Linked DNA regions of Mus musculus: region 2 is linked to region 1. A link is a contact called in public Micro-C data. All regions are on one chromosome and are shown on one strand. The core of a region is the stretch at or near the end of the contact, and the rest is flanking DNA. Distances in the headings are between cores, read along the strand shown. Region 1 holds the start of Gad1 (glutamate decarboxylase 1). Region 2 holds the start of Sp9 (trans-acting transcription factor 9).

Region 1 (4,798 bases), core at 9-2,508:
AAAAAAAGAGACAGGCCTGGGATAAACCATCGAAGACCCAGAGGTGCACATGAATAAACCGGTCTGCTGCTCCACAATATGAGGGAAATCTCTATGAAAACGAGTAAAGCGATCATAGAGTACTCCCCATCACTCAGACAGGCCCAAAAATCCAGTTTGTTTTGCCCCTAAAGGATGAGAAACGGAGGGAGAGGAAAAAGAAAGCCAGGAGGTAGCGGCGAGAAGGCTAGAAGAGGCCGGCCGTTACAGAGCCTTTCGGGCATCTCCAGGTGTTGTCTAGGGCGCACCAGGGAAAAGGCCGCCAGCACGGGGTCTCTGTGTGTTTGGCGCCCTCTGGTGGAAATTTTTTCCAATACCGCCTTTTTATGGTGGGGGACTTCACCCCGCTCAGTAATGTGCTTAAATATTGCCAAGAGAGAATCATTGAACAGCGTGAAACTGAAAAGAAGCGAGGAGAGCGGGCCAAGACACGGAGTGCCGTCCTGGCTTCCCGGAGCCACCCTCCATGCTCTGCTGCCCCAGGCGTGTGGAGCGGCACTCGTGCGTGTTATTAACCTTCAGACATGATCAATTACGAAGATTTCTTTTACCCCTCTCCAGGGAGAGGGCTCAGAGAAAGGGAAATAGACCCCTTGCCTCTTGTGGTGCCAGGTAGCTGTGTTCGAACGAGGTAGTGTGGAGATGGACTGGAAGAAGAAACGGGAGTGCAGAAACTCCAGGGTCTGTCTGGGTGGTCCCCTCATCTCCGCTTTGCCTGTACAGCCATACTGGCTCAGTAGAGCGCTCCCTAGGACACCACCCAGAGAAAACCTTCTGGAATCGCCAATCCAGGACAACCACAGGAGATTGATCAAGGCAAAGCAAATATTCTAGTCTTCTCCAAGATACGGGATGGAGGGCTAGGAAGAGGGGAAGGAAGAATCACCCAGTGAGACAAAATTCTTCGTAGGAATTATATTTTCCCTTGCCCTCACCCAACATCGCCTATCTCAAAAATAATTTAAAAACAAAAAACAAACAAACAAACAAAAAACAGAGCGTGCTGAGTGCATTCTGGATTACTCATAGGACTTTGTCACACACACCCTCCTTTCTGGTCGCAAACCCGTGAGCTGGATTTATAATCGCCCTACAAAGCTCCAGAGGCAGTCAGACACCTGCAAAGGAGCCCCAGCGCTCCGCGGACGAGCTGCCCCCGCGAGCAACGGCCTCGTGATTCCCCCCGCCGAGCGGGTCCCCGCCTCCCCACTCCGCCCCCGCCTCCCCCAAGCCCAGCGGCCGCCTCTCCGGATCTCTCCCTTCTTCAGGCTCTCCCGTGCCGGACCAGGGATCGTGCAAGCAAGGAAGCAGCCCTGGGGTGACACCCAGCACGTACTCCTGTGACAGAGCCGAGCCCAGCCCAGCCCCGGGACGCTTCGCAGAGGAGTCGCGGGAGGGTCCAGCTCGCTGTCGCTGAACCGAGGTGGGTAAATACCGGATCGCCCGGACTTGCCAGAGCCCCGCCTCGGTTATTCAACCCGGTGCCCTCAGCCTGCGGCTTCTTGTCCAGCCCTTTGCCTCACCCCACCAGCACGCGCCTGTCGCCCACCTTCCACAGCCGAGTGCTTCCCGCCAGTCCTGTCGCAGCTGTGGTTTGGCGCACCCATCCCCTACCCTCCTCGCTCTTGAAACCCTTATCAATTTCATTCGGGAGGACACATAAGGGCTGAAGTGACCCCAGAGCCATTTTTTGCCTGCGCTTGGGGGATCGGAGCTCACGGCTGTCGGATACGCGCCTGGGTAGCAGCGGCAGAAGGTGCGAGGAGCGATAACCTGTTACTTCCCCAGCACCCGCGTCCCACCGCCGCCCGCGGAGCTGCGAGAGCGCGCGGAGGTTGCGGGGGGGGGGGGGGACAGATGCTCGGCCCGAGGGACGACACGCAAAAGGCGGCTGGTGGGCTGCGCTCTGCGGGGTCTTAGATTTACCCAGATTACCGTTCTCCTCCCTCTCCTCTCATTCTTTCGCCCGCTCCTTCTCCCCATCTCTTCCTCTTCTCTCGCCCTCTCTCCCTCACTCTGTCCACGAACAAACACCAAATAGGGGAACCGCGCACTCTTCTATCCGAGGTCTCTTGCGCCCTAGGCGCAAATTCGCCACCGGGTGACGGTCTCCTTTTTACCCTCTGCCACCTTCTCTGGCTCAGTGAAACGAACTCTGGGGACTAGGTAGAGTAGAAACAGTGAATCTGGGACGGAGCCTCGCTCTAGGGTTGAGAAAGCTAGAAACGAGGTGGGACAAGAAACTGATCAGCAAGGCTTCGACACGCTGCCTTTTGGCTGTCTGGAGTGCAAGGTGACTGATTCTTAGCGGGTCAAGTCCTGAGGGGCGGAGGACCTATTTCTTCTCACCTTGTCTCACCAAAGTCCCTGTCCCCGGCGCTGTGAGCCTCCTTCTTTCCAAGGAATTGGCCAGACACAACAACGGGAGCCAGACACCGAACCAGACGTGCCCGCCCCGCACGCCCTCCCCCCTCCTCTTCTGCCCGTTCACCAGGCTGCTGGGAGCCCAATGGGGCTTGTCTCGGCTGGGCTGGAATTTGCTCGATGAGTGCTCCCTAGTGCTCCTGGCCCTATCCTCACCCCATCCCTCGCGTCCTGCACCCGCCTCCGGCGCCCCTTAGCTGTGAGCCTCACTCGGAGCACCCCGTTGCGCCTCTAGACTTGAGAGTCGCCCGGGGCTACTGTGCTTGCGCCCCAGTCCCAGAGCTAGCGAGCGCCTCCCCACCCCCTCCCACCGACCGCGCACCAGGACCCAGCCAGCTCGCTGCCCTTGGTCTCCCTTCTGTCTCCGAGACTTCGGTGCCCCGGGCCGCAGGACCTAGAAGCTCTCCCGGCACAGCTCTCCCTTCTGTTTGCAGCCTGTTCCTGCGCCCAGTCTGCGGGGGACCCTTGAACCGTAGAGACCCCAAGACCACCGAGCTGATGGCATCTTCCACTCCTTCGCCTGCAACCTCCTCGAACGCGGGAGCGGATCCTAATACTACCAACCTGCGCCCTACAAGTAGGTCCTGCCCCAGTTTCCTATTAAATGGACTGCAGCGAGGGTGGGGGCGCTGGCACTGCGGGAGGCTGCGCTGTCGGAACGCGAAAGGAGAGCGTAGAAATGATGGAGGCTGAGAAACAAATGGGGCCCTATTCCAGGTTCCTGCTTAGAGGTCATTTGGCTGCCAGGGACGCGAGGTTACTCCCAGGGCACCGAAGAGCAGCGAGGACTTCACAAGGGCCGGGCAAGAAAGATCTTTGGGGTCTAAGGGGCAGAGACGTTCAAGGAGCTGTGTTGTGTTTTTGTGTCTGGCGGGACAACAGGGGTCAGAACAGAGGGGTAGTGTGAGGAACCCGGAGTCTCAGCGAGAACAGTTTCCTAGCTCTAGGTTTGAGATGAAACCTGACCTCCTCCTCTCCTTTCCTCCACCCCCCCCCGCCCCCAGCGCTGTACTCACAGTCCATAATCAGGGGAAATTTCGACGTTAATTGCAGCTTTTAGAAAACTCTGGGTCCCTAATTGCTCCAAATTTGCGTCTAGCTATTGACGAGTGAGGGCGAAGCCAGGGGCGTAAAAGGTGCACAAAACTGCCTGAGATTCAATTAATTACATCTTAGAGACAAAAAAAAAAGGCGAGGGAGGGGCATTTAAGCATCATCCAGAGTGACGGGGGGGGGGGCACCTTGGCAGCTAACTAGGAGGAGATGTGGCTTGGCAAGCCAGGAGGCAGAAGCACCCCTGTGCTTTTTTCTAGAGACCTGTCAGCAGGTGACAAGTCTTGGGGAGAATAGAGAAACCAGATAAAAGGGCATTTATGCTTCCCCATCCGATCTGTCTCTAATTCAGCCTGACTTTCTAACTCCACATAGAGGACTGGAGTCGTGGGATTTATCTTTTTTCCATGTTGGGGTTAAGTCTTTCACCACCCCTCTCCCAAAATTCTATCAGCTCCAGACAGCTCTGCGCCCCCTACCACCAGAATCTCTACAGAAGAGGAGCTGCGGGAGATCTGTGTGGTTGAGAGTGCTTTATTGTTGGCGTCTTTATGGCACTTATTGTAAGCCCCGTGAAAACAACAGTTCCCGTGTACACAAGTGGCAAGCTGAAGGCAGGAAACCCCCCTTTGAATTTCTTGGTGCAGACTCTGAGGCAGGAGACCCTAAGTCCTCAGGCCACCTTGCAGTTCTCTTAGCAGCCCCCCCCCCCTTCCTGCACACAGGCAAGCGACAATTGCCCACACAACAAAGCAGATCCCAGGCAGAGTCGTCAGTGCCGGTGGCACGTGATCCAGGCCTTGGCGGTGGAGTCAGCAGTGGGAGCTGGCCTGGCCGAACTCGAGGCCTGCGCCCCTTTTGTCTGTAGATTGAACCCTGATAGATTTATTTTCCAGTCCTCCCCACATCTTACTCCAGTCTTTATCCCCCAACACACACCGTTATTCCTTCTGCAAGGTTGGGGACCACCCTCCACACTAGGCACCTCTACATCCTAGCAGACTACCCCATAGTTCTCAAATGCCCAGCCTCAGCAAAGGCCAAGTCGATAATCTGAGTCCATACAAGGTGTGGTACCTCCGGAAACCACCTAAATGGAGGCCAGAGATCTAAGGACACCCCACCTCCACCTCCCTTCCCTGGGAACCCCTAACCCTTAACTGGAGAAAGCCTGAGAGAGCTTGCCTGCTCTGTCTAATTTCTGTCCTCCCTGGAAGACACACCCCCACCCGCCCAGTTTGCTGTTGGGCTCTGCCTCTGCAGGGTCTACCGGAAGGCGTCC
Region 2 (4,425 bases), core at 1,273-3,772, 2.7 Mb after region 1:
CACCTTAGAGTTGAAACGGGCAGGATTGTTGAATTGTCTGTATTCCTTTGGAAGACTTCCCTAACTTTTATTGTGATGAGGACGCGTGTGTCTAGGAATATGCGAAAGCCCACGTCCAGAGTCTGACAGCTGGAACTGCGTGGAAAACAGCGGGAGGGGGAGGGGACTGCTGCAGGAGGAGGAGGAGGAGGAGGAGGAGGAGGAGGAGGAGGAGGAGGAGGAGGAGGAGGAGGAGGAGGAGGAGGAGGAATCCGGGTGCCTCGAGCCCGAGACGCCTGTGAGAACTGTTTAAATGGTGGGCTTAAAAATGTTACCAGTGCCAAGTGGCTTTTCGGGTTGTCTTATTTATGACTTGGTCAGGTTTCCTTAAGAAGAGGGTGGGTTGGGGAGGAGAAGTCGTGGGGAACCCCTCTGCACTTCTCCTCCCCGGGCTGCCCAGGGTGAATCGGAAACGCCTCGCTGCCACTTAACAATCCCTCTATTAGTAAATCGACGCGAGGACCCTACGGGAAGCCGAGGGCCAGCCTCCCCTTCCAGGGCAGAAATCACCTGTTGGGAACAGCTCCTGGGTCCCCCCTGCTGGGCTTTCTGGCTTGGTCCTGCAGCCTGGTAACCCGCCCCCTTCCACCGCGTTGTCTTTCTTTACGCCCCCCCCCCCCTTAGATTTTTATCTCAGTCACCTAGGACGCAGAGCTTCCTTCCTAGCTGATCAGCTCATCCCTCTCTTTTCTCCTTTTCCGCCATCATTTTCCTCCTTTTCTTTTGTCACCTTAAAGTTTTCTTTTAAAGGCATTCTGAGCAAAAATAGTCTAGGGAAAGGCGACGTCCACATAAGCTCTCCCCATTCACGAAGAGCCGGTGCGTGCAGGCCTGGTCTTCCACCTTAAGGTGAGAGAGAAGTCTTGCGGTGGACTTACTTTTGGGCCTAGAGATCTTGCAAATGAACTCAACCTGGAAAAACAACTTCACATCCTCCTGACTTGTCGTTCCCCCGACAAATTGTCTTTTGCACCCGATCATTTAGGGTTGGGAGTTATTATTTTAAAAAGCAGGATGTGGTTTGGAGGGGGGACGTGCTTACACGTTTAAGTATCCAGACCTGCCTGAGGGCGCTGGTATTTCTAGTTCAAAAGCTGCCTCTGGCTACCCTGGAAAAGACAAAAGTAATGCCCAGAAACAGGAAACCCTCCAGCGGCGGCGCCTTGCGATGCGTGAGGACACCTCTTTTTACACCAAGGTCCAGAGAGGCTTTGAAGATGCTTCCAGCTTGCAGAAGGCGGAGGCGCCCACGTGTGGCCTGGCTTTCGCAGACTCTCTCGGTGAAGGCTCCGGAGAGGTCCTCCAAAGGCTGTGTCAGCAGGGTGCCTGATGAAGATGAGCCTTCCTTTGGAGTCCCTTGGCCCTGAAGACGGAGTTTCTAGGCCCTAGCAGTCTGCAGTGGAGATAGTTTGAATCTGAAGCAAGAAAAATGACTCTATAAACATCCCCTAAAACTCGACTTCAACCTGAAATCCGACATGCAAATCTCCACCGGGTTAAACAAACAGCGGTGCAAGCTGCAGCTTCGGCGGGGGTGGCGGTGGGGGGGCGGACGCCGCTCGCGCCGGTCTCCGTTTCCAAAGTTGTTACAATGTGAAAATAAGCGGCTTCGTGCAGAGTGTTGTATGGGCTGATGCTTCCCACCCCCACGCCAGCCCCCAGAAAAACCTGGCAGATAATCAGCACGTCCCACTGTTTAGTCATATTTGACAACTGGGTTAACCTGGTATCTAGGCGCTGGCGAAGCCATACAAAGGGTGCCCTCAATTACCACCAGGAGCTTCTGGTGTGATAGGCACTTGTATTACCCCCTGGGTCAGAGGCCAGAGCGACAATTAGGAAGTCACTTAGACCGCTGGAGGGAAATGGCGGGATGCAGCAGGCTCTGGGCTCTCCTAACAAGTCTGTGGGTGTAGACCTGCCTGGAGAGGCCCAGCTGTCCTTTGCGCCCTCTGCTCAATAGGACTCTGAGTATAAAAAGAGTACGGTGGGAGCAGGAATCTGGGAAAACGACCACGACAAGGATAAATCCATCGCAAGAGTGATGGCTACAAGTTCAAGTTCTTCGCAGCAACAACGTGTACACACAAAGTGAACGCAGACCATTTCTGCTTGTGCCCTAGGCCGGGGTGTCCCTCTCCTGCTTCTTTCCCACAAGTGGAGAGTGAAGACTGTCAGCCCTACGTAGCAAGGTGGCCAGGGTGGTGGGAGTGGTGGGGGCCTGCGGCTTGGTCTCAACAGTACTTAAACCTGGCTTGGTACGTGAGTGTGTGTAAATTTTTAATTGCACTGTAATTTCTTCTGTCCCTAGCCCGCCCCCCTCCCACCCACGCCCGCAGACTTGACTGGCACGCGCCAGGAGCCCGGGCTCGGGCCCCTCGGAGCGTCTGATTGGCTGCGGGGCAGCTCCCGTCTGCTCTGCCTGCGCCCTCATTGGGCGAGAGGCGCAGCCAGCGGCACTTCAAAGCGGGTGCTCCTCGCACTTAGGCTGAGTTTTGCCGGCGGGAGCCCAGAGTCCGCTCGGCGCGAGCGCGGGACGCGGGAGCCGCGCGGGACCTGAATCGTGATTCCCAGCAGCCGCCAGGCTTAACACCGCTCCGGGCCTCGCCGCGCAGCCCAAAACCTGCTATGGCCACGTCTATACTTGGGGTAAGTGAAAAAGACTCGCTGCAAAGGCTTTGCTCATTTTTGTTTGTTTTGTTTTTGTGTTGTTGGTGGTGGTTTTTTGTTTTTGTTTTGTTTTCTTATGGCTTCTCTGGGCCAGAATCTCTCAAGAAACTGTTGCTATACCACAGCTCTGGTTTCCTTTTAGCATTTTCTACATTTCTGGAACCGATCTTTTCAAGTTATTGGAACCTGGGACCTTTTGCCTTTGCAAGAAAAGAATGTCTTAAGCAAGTTCCCTTTTAACTGGTTTTTGAGGCAAAGCCGAATGTTTCTTTTCTTCCCTTCTTGATTTTAACATCACTCCCCCACTCCCAACCCCACCCCCCGCCACTTGGTTTGGGGGTTGTTGCATTACATTACAGTGTTTTCTGGAAAGTCTTGTTTTGCAGGCCACGAAGTTACATTAATAAACACTTACATTAGCGTGGCTCCCCAGTTTGCCCTTGACTTTGAAAGCCGCTTATACTTGGATTCTTTTTGTAATCGTGTGCGTTGTGTAAATATCAAAACTACGTTTCTGAACTATAAAAGAAAATAGCCAAGTCGTAGCCACTCATTCGAGGAATGTTCTAAGAGTTTCTTCCAGCACTGGGTGGCTGTTTTGGCCACCACCCCCCGCCCTCACCCGTTATTTCTTGTGTGTGTTTACCTTCGTGCTACACCCGGAAGGGCGACTTGGGAGCTTCTGGGAGATGAGCGGGCTTATGGCGTCAACCCAAGTCTGATTCTAGACAAGGGTGGCAGCGAACGAAGTGGCGAAAACCGAGGCATTTCTGATCTATAGTCTCACTGAGGAACAACTTTCCTACTCGCTCGTGGTCGCCTCTGTCCTGCGCGGGGCGCGGCGCGTCCCCCGCCAGCGTGCGGGGAGGAGGCGCGAGCCGGGGTGCCAGGGCCCTCCGGGATCTGCGCGGGGGGAACGAGGCTGCTCACCGGTGCACTTTGTGTCTTCCCCCACTTCTCCCTGCCCTCCTCCTCCTCCTCCTCGCTCCCTCCTTCACCCCACCCACTCTAGGAAGAGCCACGCTTCGGAACGACCCCGTTGGCCATGCTGGCGGCGACCTGCAACAAGATCGGCAACACGAGCCCCCTGACGACCCTGCCCGAGTCCAGCGCCTTCGCCAAAGGCGGCTTCCACCCCTGGAAGCGCTCCTCGTCCAGCTGCAACCTCGGCTCCAGTCTCTCCGGCTTCGCTGTGGCCACGGGCGGCCGCGGCTCGGGCAGCCTGGCGGGTGGCTCGGGAGCCGCCAACAGCGCCTTCTGCCTGGCCTCCACGTCCCCCACGTCGTCCGCCTTCAGCAGCGACTATGGCGGCCTTTTCTCCAACTCGGCGGCGGCGGCGGCCGCGGCGGCCGGCGTGTCCCCGCAGGAGGCGGGCGGCCAGTCGGCCTTCATCTCCAAGGTGCACACGACGGCGGCCGACGGTCTGTACCCGCGCGTGGGCATGGCGCACCCGTACGAGTCGTGGTACAAGTCGGGCTTCCACTCGACCCTAGCGGCGGGCGAGGTGACCAACGGCGCGGCGTCATCGTGGTGGGACGTGCACAGCAGCCCTGGGTCCTGGCTGGAGGTGCAGAACCCCGCCGGGGGGCTGCAGAGCTCGCTGCACTCGGGCGCCCCCCAGGCCTCGCTGCACTCTCAGCTGGGCACCTACAACCCCGACTTCAGCTCGCTCACGCACTCGGCCTTCAGCTCCACCGGCCTCGGCTCGTCGGCCGC

The links. Hi-C and Micro-C count contacts between places; a contact is called where the count stands out from the background.
Region 2: a Micro-C map of embryonic stem cells shows a contact between it and region 1, with 11 times the contacts expected there. The contact joins the promoter of Sp9 here to the promoter of Gad1 in region 1. A contact is called at or near these places in 1 of 39 promoter capture datasets (embryonic stem cells), 4 of 484 Hi-C or Micro-C datasets (cerebellum and embryonic stem cells) and 1 of 115 datasets of contacts at active chromatin or transcription factors (embryonic stem cells).

The regions. Positions count from the first base shown.
Region 1 is chr2:70,560,871-70,565,668 of GRCm38.p6, forward strand. It overlaps Gad1 (glutamate decarboxylase 1), which reads left to right and starts at 1,259. Exons shown (of 17, transcript NM_008077.5): 1 at 1,259-1,462; 2 at 2,898-3,040. The coding sequence starts at 2,962. Gad1os (glutamate decarboxylase 1, opposite strand) reads right to left here and starts at 2,487. Exons shown (of 3, transcript NR_040496.1): 1 at 2,389-2,487.
Region 2 is chr2:73,269,404-73,273,828 of GRCm38.p6, forward strand. It overlaps Sp9 (trans-acting transcription factor 9), which reads left to right and starts at 2,523. Exons shown (of 2, transcript NM_001005343.2): 1 at 2,523-2,688; 2 at 3,722-4,425. The coding sequence starts at 2,668.